2 separate regions of the Gossypium hirsutum genome follow, and region 1 is linked to region 2. The links are chromatin contacts, called in public Hi-C maps. All regions are on one chromosome and are shown on one strand. Each heading gives the region's core, a stretch centred on a gene start, on an enhancer-like site or on the middle of the called end of the contact. The rest is flanking DNA. Distances are from core to core; before and after follow the strand shown. Region 1 holds the start of LOC107954270. Region 2 holds the start of LOC107954272 (serine/threonine-protein kinase UCNL).

Region 1 (5,511 bases), core at 1,196-3,695, 130 kb before region 2:
CTCTTTGAGAGTGTCATTGTGAGTGCTAGCCCACATCTGAGCTGTTGCACTCAAGTAATGCCCTTCAAGATACGAAAGGTAATTTTACATTATAAATTTACAATCAATGATCAGAAAGCAAAGATAAAAGTTGAGAGGTGTAACTTGCATCAAGCACATTAAAGTTTCATCGACACCCATGTATAAAACAAAAGCAAGGTAGCAGGAGAATCTAAACATTTTTGCAACTAACATGGCAGGGAACTTGAATAGAATCTATCCACAATAGCTACAAAATGGAAGAAATCTAACTTCAGATAGAACTGAGAATTAAAATATTACAAAGTCCTCTCAAAATGCCATAGCAGATATATTAAAAAGAAAAGAAGTCTTTACTTGACCAATAAAGCAACGCTTCATAGATCATGTCAATTAATGTTTGATCTTGAACGGCTTATAAATGGTTATATAACCTGAATTAACTTTTAAGGTCCCAACAAAGTTTGTACTTGCGATTTAGCAGGGGTGGTAGACTAGTGAACTATATAAATAAATGGATCAATGGAGAGATTATCAGACTGCCAAGTGAAATTTGAAACTAACATATTGGATTGTAGTATCATGAATTTCTTTGGCTGCAATGGATACCTAAAGGTATGAATAGAGTAGAATTAATGCTTTTACTAAGTATGCTCAAAGGCTAGAAAAGGAGCAAGTGATGTATATGGATTAGATGCTATGTTGCTCCGACTTCATTTTTGTTTAAGTACTCGTGTCCAACACATGGGAATGGTGATGTGATCTCCGAGAATTCATACATGAAAAAACTTAAAAATGTCTGACCATACCCGTGTTGGACTTATAGCCGTATCATTCGACTATACCAGTCAAGATTAAGGAGCTCCTTTAGACAAGAGAGAAGAGAAATAAAACAAAAGAGAACCCTAACAAGCCAAAACTTTACTCCAAAAAGGATGTCCCTAATTCAAACCGCCAATCTCCCAAGTTTACTATCAAAACCTAACTGCAAAAGTTGCTGCATGGAAACTAGCAGAAGAGTAGACTTCAAAAACAAAAAAGAAGAATGGCATGATTACTGTTCCATTTCCCATTCATTCATTTACTTTTTAAAGGTTATAGAGAATCCCCTTCTAAATGAGCAAAAAGTAGTTGAATTAAATGTTTCCGCATCAGAATAACATAATTTAATAATAAATTACAGCGGCATGCAAAAAGGCAGTAAATTAATAGCTTTTTTGACAGCATGGAAATGGAAGCAAAGCCATGATTACCTACAAAATGACCACGGAGCTCAACATCTGGGGCTTCCCACCCTCCGTATGGCTTCCCAGGCGTTGGCAAATTTGCAGTTTTCCTAAAACTCCAAACCAAATTATCCACATCCAGCATCAATAAATACTTCAAGTTGGTCTCTTGTGCTCTTCCTTGAATCGAATCTGAATCCAATCTAACGTCATGCAGTGATATCTCCTTCAAGAAATCTCCACCCACCTTGAAACTACCAGGATTCTTCATTTTCTTATACATCATTGACCAACTCAGTTCATCAGCCTCTTGTCTTAAGATTTTCCTTGGTAATAAATCAGACCAAGCGGAGTCATCAGTTGGGATCAAGTGGTAATGAGCAAACATCTCTTGCTTCCATGTCTCGTTTTGTGATTTCAACAGTTGGTAACGAAAAGTATGCGATGAAAGTTGAGTTGGAGTGTTGGTACACTCCTTGCTCAAAACACTCCCAATTACGGATAAAATAGCTAATACTTGAAACAGAGTAGAACCCTTCATTTTTCTTTCAATGAAAACTTCAAAAAAAAAAAAACCAAATATTTCTGTAGAATTAAATTAAAGATGGTAGCGAAACTGAGACAAGGATCAAAGACGTTCTCCAAGAATACCAATGAACATTATCCAAAACCCAGAAAGGACAACCAAAAAAATGTATTGAATTGAATATTCCCAACACAGTAAAAATCATTAAGACCCCATTAGAATAATAATAATATTATATAGGTTGCAACTTTATTAACAAATTACCCAGAAACCTAAAAAGAAGCAGCTAAGACCCCAACTTCAAGCTAAGAAGGATCGAAGAAAAGAATTGTAGTAGGAATAGTTTAAAGCATAGCGCAACATGTGACTCCCGATTCTCTTCATTTATACAAAAAAAACGAAACAGAGCAGAGAACCCCAAGCATTCAGACAAGGTTAGAAAGACATCTCGTGAAAGGTAAGAAATGTTTTTATCTTTTTTAATGCTTTAAAATTGGATAAAAAATCATTGAAAAACAAAGATATTTTATAGGGGGAAGAGTCAGAGACTTATCACGGGTAATAAGTCATTTTCCAAGGGGGTTTGGTTTGTCGACTGAGTCAGACACAGAGACAGAATCGGCATTTCTAGTTTTACAGTGAAAGAGAATCACAAAGCAAAGTAAAGGAGAATCTCCGTGATCTTAAGTGAAATCCTTCCATTTATTTAACTGCCTTCGCTTAAAAGTCTGGATTTTTTGGGTCTAATTATGGTTTTAGTCCTTTACTATGTTGAATTTGAAATTTAATCTTATTCTCTACTGGTAGATCCAACTTGATGACGTTATTAATTGTTCTTTTATGGTTATTGGTACACACTTAAGGCAGCTAGAAAATTTAGTTAGAATTTAAACATATTCATTTAATAATTAACAATTGTTTAAGATTGATTTTGCTACCAACAACCTCTTAATCCAATGGTAAGAGTATTATGTTGTAGAAATAATTCCATTAAAGTATAAAAATTAAATCTAAAAAATTTGAAGGGATTACAATAAGAATTATGCCTTTTTTTTCGCTTTCTCTAGTTTTTGAGTTTTTGTTACCATAATTCTATGCCATCCATGCGTTTTTGAAGGCTTAATTGCCAACGTTTAAATTAATTTAACTACAACAGTAATTTTAAATGCATTATTTAAAAATATATAATTTTTTTTGTTTAGATATAAATACTTAAACATTGTTTCTAACGCAGGAGGATATTGATTCGAGTGCGTTAGATTGCATTATTTTCTTATTTATGGATCAAGAGACTATGCCTAATTTTAAGTATTGTATAAAAAATGATCTACTTTAATTAAATTTTTTTTCTTTTTACCAATATTATACCAAATAATATCCCTTAATTGGAGATGAATCCATTCCAAGACTGAGATATTATCGTTGTAATTGGTGTTGAACTTTTTGGTGTTTGACTGGGTTTAAATTTTCTAATGAAGAATCAGTAAAATTTGTAGGACGGAATTTCTTTTGTAAATTAAAAATTAAATATTGAAGAGAAAAAGAACATCTATTTTGAAATAATTAATTAATTAATTAATCAAGTTAGTGATTTATACATAACGAAGAAAGAGAAAATATATAGTATAAGTTAAAAAAGTAATGAACTTAAAAAAAAAAATCATGGAGTTAAACACAATTTGGCACTATTTCTTTTACAGATCCCTTCAACCTTGCGAATCTATTTTCTTCTCATCCTCTATTTGTTTTATTTTTTTATTTTTTGGTTAAAATAATTCTCAAGTTATTTAATTTGAGGTTCCTTCTATTTGAAATTAAAAATTTCTATTAAAGAAATTGGCATATGACATCCTACAATTGGCTACCACATTTATAAACAAAGTAATATTTAAACTTTAAAGTACCCAAATAGACATTTTCAAAGTAGATATACCATATCAAAAGTTATAATAAAAGAAAGGGACTAAATATGGTATTATACATTTTCTTTTTGGGATTTCTTTTCTTCACTCCAAATCACACGTGCCAAATCATTAAAGAGAGAGAGAGAGAGAGAGAGCTAGCTGTAAACATAAAGAGGCAGCCAAACATTAAACGGTGGCGTAAATGTGTGTTGGTTTGTTATAGAATCTTTGTCAAACCATCACTATTTGTGCTTTGACAATATTTAGTAATTATTGAAGGAGATCACATGTTCCCTCGTGAATAATGTTAAGTATCTTAATATAGTAAAGCATGTATTTTAAATTTAAAATTAAATCAAATTTCTTATTTTTATCAAATAATAGTTTGCATATATGGAAACTAAACTATATCGTTTTTATTTTGGTTTCTCAATTATAAAATTTTTTAATTTTTTTATTAACATTGTGAATTAATATAATGGTAAATTTAATTGTAAATTAATATAATTAATAGATCACATGTTCCCTCGTGAATAATGTTAAGTATCTCAATTATGCTTCAGTTATATAGTTAACCAAAAGATAATACATCTTTATAAAATTAATAATGGTAAATTTAATTCTTATTGTTTAGACATTTTTTTAATTTAATTTAAATTCTAAAAAGTTTAGTCTTAAATGTTTACATATATTGTCAATTTGATATGAGTTATTTGCACCAAATGTTCCACTACGAACCTAATTATAAATTAGTCTTCAAACTTTAAAATATTCTAAATATATTCCCAAACTATTAAGATTATATCAATCAAGTCTTTCTATTACTAAAACCACTAATTTAACTGTTACATGACACATTAGATTTTATATTTCTTAATTTAAAATGAAAATATAAAGAAAACTAAAATGTTAAAATGAAAAAAAAGAGAAGTTAAAATGAAAAATAAAAAACTAAAACGTTGTTGCATAACTTTGCTTATAGTTTTTTATTGTTTTTAACAAAACTAGTTTTTACTTTTAAAAGTTATGCTACAACATTTCAATTTTCTTTTAAATTGTTTTCACTTACTTTTTTTATTTTAATGTTTTATTTTTCTTTAAAATTTTTATTTTAAATTATCCATATAAGATCTAACATGTTACTTAAGTCAAATTAACGGTTTTAGTAACCATGAGACCTAATTGATGTAATCTTGATAGTTTGTGGATATAATTAAAACGCTTACAAGTTTAAGGACCAATTTAGAATCAATGTCATAATTTAGAGACGTTTGGTGAATTAACTCATTTGGTATTTATTCTAAAAAAATACATAATAAATTTAAAAAATAAAAAACAACATAAAATCATTAAAAAACAAAATTTTCAAGATTATAAAATATTAAAAACTACATAAAAAATTTAAAATAATCAAAAGAAGCATAAAAATTCTAAATAATAAATAAATGACAAGAATAGGGTAAACTTTTTCAATCTTATTCATAGACCTCAAGAGTATACATAATATTTATACTGCAGTAGTCACGCAGGAATAGGAAAAATATATAATATGTTCCTAAATATATAAAAACATATATAATATATTCCTAAATATATGCCTAAAAGATATGTAATATATTTAGATATTCCTAAAAGATAATATCTCATAATAATATCCTAACACCACTCAAGTTGTAGCATACAGATCATAAATGCCCAACTTGCTCAGAAGGTATTCAAATTTTGGCTTGCCAAGTGCCTTTATAAAAATGTTAGCCAACTGAACGGAGGTTGGAACATAAAAAAGGTGCAATCAACCCATCCTAGATTGCATCCCTAACAAAGTGACAATCCACTT
Region 2 (5,451 bases), core at 1,968-4,467:
ACTTACTAAGTTCCGTTGAACTTACATGCATGTATTTGTATTGCAGGTTCTTGGCATTAAACCAGTACGTTAGAAGGGACCAAGCCAAGAATGGGCCTAGTTGGCAGTTTGAAGAATGATATTATGCATATGGAGGGGCACTCGTAGGAATATGGTGAACAATACTCTATGCCATGATTAAGTAGGTTTAACAAAATTTTAAGTTGTAATACATTAAACTACTTTCAAAAATCTGTTGTATTTAGTAGACGTCTCTTTTAAAATCTTTTGACTTAGAAAGAATATAAATAATAAGAAGTATGTTCAGTATGGTTTTTGCCATTGTAAAATTTTTATTAAGTATTTTTGTTTTGTGGCATCCTATATCTGAGTCTAGTAAATCGGGTCAAGTATAGGGCGTTACACAACCCTTTGGTGCTTCAATGAAAACAGAAGCAGAAGATGAAAGATGACCGTTATTGCCATGGATGATGTTTGCAACAACTTGAAAAGCTCTTCTAGAACCCTTTTCCCAAATTTCAGTGTTCCCATTTCCTTTTATTTTCTGCCTGTCCCTTCCCTCTCAAAAAAAAAATTATGTTCCTTCGATTGCTCATGTCCGACGTGGCTAGTTAACCGGCCACGTTAGCTAGTTAACGAGCCACGTCACCTGTCTCATTAGGTTTGTAATAAAAAATATTAGTGGGTTATTGATTTGTCACTTTTCGATAACATTAGTGATTTTTTTTATTTTCGTAAATTTTAGTGACCTAGTTGTAACTTTTCAAATTTTAGTGATTGTTGGTGTATTTTACCCTTATAATTAGTATATTTTCTCACGATTTAGGTTTTGGATTTATAGTGAGTTTGGATGGGCGGTGCGTTTACCTGCGGTTAGTGTAAAAACAGCGGTGGCAGTGAGATTAGATACTGTAGCAACACTGTAGCGTGAGACAAAAAATAGGCTAAATGCACTGTACCGCACTCAATTGTCTATCCAAACCTACCCTTAAAGATTATAGTTTAGGGTTTATATGAGTTTGGGTTTATAAGGTTTATGATTTGAGTTTAGGAATTAGGGTTTATATTAAGTTTTAGGTTTTAGATTTCGAGTCTAATTTAAACAAAGTTATTTAGTATTTATTTACAAGTCCATTATTTTTTATTTTATTAGTGATGAAGTGCGATATTGTTGTACACGGACAACACTTGAGAATACATCAAATATTCATTCAATTTTTATTTACTTCAATTTGATGAAAGAAAGGTAAAATAAAAAAAAAGAATTAAATATAAGACAATGAAGCTTGGCTCAATGGCAATGACAAAACTAAGGTTGATTCCCAAAATCTATAATATCTCAAATTCACTTGTTTGAGGCATTTATAATATAAAGTCTGAGCATGGTACATGAACTATCTCTATAGATTATTTCCATAATGAGACAATTTCCACAAGCTCTACAATCAAATAATTACCCATAACCCTTCATCTATAAGGTTGTTAGGAGAACTACTACTAGCAAATGCAAGAATCTCTTTTACTATAAAGAACAAACATATTTGTGGTTTCTCTTATAGGATGGAGGAGGAAGTAATTCTCTCCCTCAAATTCAAGCCTCATGGCGGAGCGTGGAAGACACGCGTCATGAAAGAAGAATGCAAAATGGTAAATAAAGAAATATTACGACAAATTTTATTTTTCAAATATTACAAGTTATCATTCTGCCATTTTAACATCGTCTTCTACCTTTATGTTATGTACACTACGAACTGAAAACTAAAAGGAAAATAATTTCATCTAACTGAACCTTTCACCTGCGTTAGTACTCTGTGAATGAAACGTTCCGTCTATGATCCGACAACGGTGATGGTGGCATCGACTTCGGATTTGGAGCCTTCGAACTCTGGAAATATTCTCTTATATCAAAATTTCCTGGCGATACTTCTGTCGTCAAGTCACCATCGTCTCTCGGCGGAATAAACGGCGGCCGTAACACTTCCGTTAAGAAGTCCCACCTGACCCCTCTAAAGAAGGCGTGCTGTTTGATCTCGCACGCGCCTCCGTGATATCCAAGCCTCTTTTCCGGATCGTTCTGCAATAACCGTCCGATCAAATCCGTTAAAGCGTTTGGTTGACCCATGAACTTGGGCTCTTTGGTCAAAACGTTTCGAAACGTCTCTTTTCGATTCTTCCCTTTAAACGGCGTCCTCCCGTAGAGCATCTCGTAGGTTAGAATTCCGAAAGCCCACCAATCGACGGCGAATTCATGTCCATCCCCACGTACAACTTCCGGTGACACGTATTCCTCGGTGCCCACGAAAGAGTTGGAACGTTCCTCGTTTGAGAAACTCAGCTTTCGTCGACTCACTGGGCTGACTCGGGCTGATTTCGCTTTCTTCAAAGCATAGTTACATTTGTTATCGGGTACGACAGGGATCCATCGAAAGAAGTTGAGTCGATGTTTACGAAGAGCTGGAAATTGAGGCAAAGAATTAGGAACCTTTTTGTCGTCGGCTAAAATTTCTGAGGGAGGCTTTTTCTTTAAGTTGCGGGAAAGGTCGAAATCAGTTAAAGTGGCGTGACCGGAGTGTTGAATGAGGATGTTTTCGGGCTTGAGATCCCGGTAAACGATACCCAGGGAATGCAGATATTGGAGAGCACATAGGATCTCGGAGAGGTAAAAGCGGATGACAGAGGGGGAGAAAACGTGGTCGTTTTGATGGTAACGGAGGACGTTGAGGTCGGAGCCAGGGCAAAAAGGGACAGCCCAGGCAAGAAGGTCGGGGGTTTCGAGACGACCCAAAAGACGAGGGAGAAAAGGGTGTTGAAGGGCAGGGTCGGGAGGGGAAAGGGTTTTCAAGACCCCAATTTCCCAACGAGCTCGACGGTCGGCGTCAGGTTTGGATCTCTGCACAACCTTTAGGGCGAAGGGGGAACGAGCGGTTGGGTCGGTAGAGATGTCGTGGACAAGAAACACAGTCCCAATGGCCCCTTTGCCCAGGATTTTGATGGCCTTGAGCTTTTCCAAATCTAACTCTGGCGGATTCTCCATTGCAGAGAGACGAGGAAGCAACAGCGAAGGGAGAGAGAGAAAGGAAATAGAATGCGAATGTTTTTCGGGGGAGAGAGAATGTTTAGATGGTTTGGTTTCATTTATATACGGCTATTTAAAATGTGTTTTTTTCCCTCGTTTCCGAGTGCTTGTATATTTTCCTTCAAAAACAAAGTATTTGTATATATCAAACGACATAGCATCAAAAGTAAAACGAGAATCCATGGCACAAAATAGATTAACCACTCCTTATATTATTTAGGGTTACATCTACTTTATATCCACTTTTTATTTTAATCTTTAATTCAATTTTTCTCTTCTTTTAATTTTTAAACATTTCAAAATAAATAAATAAAATTAATGTTGATTAATTTTATTGATAATAATTAATTATTTTTTTTTAAAACAAATACATTAAATATATATTTTTTAATTTTTTTAGATTTTTAGATTTTAAAAATTTAATTAATTATTAATATGTCATCCATGTGTATGTCACGCTAACAAAGTTAACTATTCTATCCTTTTTGGGTGATTTAACAAAGACGAAAAATTAAATGAATGGTTAAAATAATTTTTTTATTAAGTTAGAGGGTCAAATAAGTCATTATGCCTATGCAATATTATGCATGAACTTTAATTTTGTGCGATTTTATATATAAAATTTTCATTTAATTTAATTTTTAAAAATTACTAACAGATTATCGAATTAGCACTATTTTACATGGGATATTATATACGCAAATAATTATATTAATCTAATATAAAAATAAATATACATATATTCAGATTTTTTAAATATATACAATTAAATCAAAATTTCATATATACATATAATTAACAATACAAATTTTATATGCATCACTACACCAAATGCATTTAATATAATACATCACAAGTTATTTATTCATTAATTTTTTTTCCAAGGATATTTATAATTTTATTTTCTATATATTAAAATCAAAATCTCTAAAAATATATTTTTTATACGGATTATCTATCCTTTTTACATGTGTATAATCTAAAATAGCAACATGTTCCCTAACTTTAGTTGTTTTAATTTGATTTTTTTTAGTTAAAGTTTTAAAATATTTCATATAATTAATAAAATATATCATATTTAATCTTATTATATTTTAAATAAATGATTCAATTGATAAAGATTTATTTCTATATTTCGTTAAATACGTTAATTAAAATTTTTTAAAAATAGCAAAAATATCAGACTAAGTTTAACGGTTATATAAAAGCATGGTGTTTTGGTGCAGTAGTGATCATAAATAAAATAGCATAACCTTAGCAACAAGTCATCCAAACATCAAAATACACGTCAAACTAAACAGCATATTATTAAGATGATACTCATTAGGTCCTAAACCATAGCTGTTCATTGGAACTCATCTTCTCTTTTCTATCAATCAGTCCCAACTTCATTGCTCTTGCCCTGCTCCTTTCAACAGATTCTCTACTTCTTCCAGGCTCCCGGCTTGGGCACCTCTGCAGAAGTCAGACCACAAAATTGATTCAGAACCCTTTTGTTGTGGTTAACCATTTCCACATATCTCTCTTCATACTCTGAGGGGTACCTTCTATGCATATTCTTTCACACCAAGATTTAAACATCTGAGACAACCATTTCAATACATACAGGTGTGTTTGAGGTTATACTCTTTCACTTAAAATCTAATTATCAAGTCAAGAACATCATCTAACCATCAAAACATATGATTCCAATACAACAACTCAATTCATAGTAATTATGTTTTCAGGGCTTCTCCTAAACTAGTTCAAAATCAAGACATTTAAGAAACAAAATTTATGATACTGTCTAACAATGTCGGGGGAATCATCACAGGGACTCTTCCTGCTTTTCTTACACTCTAAAACTGGACGGGTTGAAAAGGATGCAGCTAATGCGAACCATGTTTTTCTACCAATCTCACCTATCTTCTTTGAAACAACCCCTGCAAGAAACGACCAAAAAAAAAAAAGTTTTCATTTCACAATCTGTACGCAAAAGGGAAAATATCCCAGAAAAGTGAAAGAGCGATAGAGATAGAGGAAAGACTTGATTTGAAAGATTTTACAAGTCTTTGGTTGAATCGCAGCAGCCATCGATATTGAATAAAAAATAAGAATTTTCAAGGTGTTTAGGGTTTTTAACTTTTTTAACAGGTAAATACAGAGTTTTGGTAAACTACATATTTAGTCATCCAAGTTTACCCATGTTCCTATTTTGGTCATCCATTTAAAAAATTTGTTATTTTAGTCACTCCTCTTAGATTCGTTGTCAATTTTAGTTACTTTTGTTAGATAAGTTGTCAATTGTAATCACTCTACCTTAAAATGGATTTGTTCATTGAACGTAATGCTGACGTGGCTTGATATAATCCTAATTTTGAAAAAAAATTATAATC

Evidence for each region. A called contact is a pair of places that touch in the nucleus more often than the background predicts.
Region 1: a Hi-C map of leaf shows a contact between it and region 2, with 1.8 times the contacts expected there. The contact joins the promoter of LOC107954270 here to the promoter of LOC107954272 in region 2. A contact is called at or near these places in 2 of 34 Hi-C or Micro-C datasets (both in leaf).

Annotation. Positions count from the first base shown.
Region 1 is chrD07:20,115,356-20,120,866 of Gossypium_hirsutum_v2.1, reverse strand. It overlaps LOC107954270, which reads right to left and starts at 2,445. Exons shown (of 12, transcript XM_016889779.2): 1 at 1,272-2,445; 2 at 1-62. The coding sequence starts at 1,785.
Region 2 is chrD07:19,986,162-19,991,612 of Gossypium_hirsutum_v2.1, reverse strand. LOC107954272 (serine/threonine-protein kinase UCNL) reads right to left here and starts at 3,217. Exons shown (of 1, transcript XM_016889780.2): 1 at 1,653-3,217. The coding sequence starts at 3,034. The coding sequence ends at 1,802. LOC107954273 (a long non-coding RNA gene) reads right to left here and starts at 5,214. Exons shown (of 3, transcript XR_001699473.2): 1 at 5,103-5,214; 2 at 4,912-4,998; 3 at 4,306-4,531.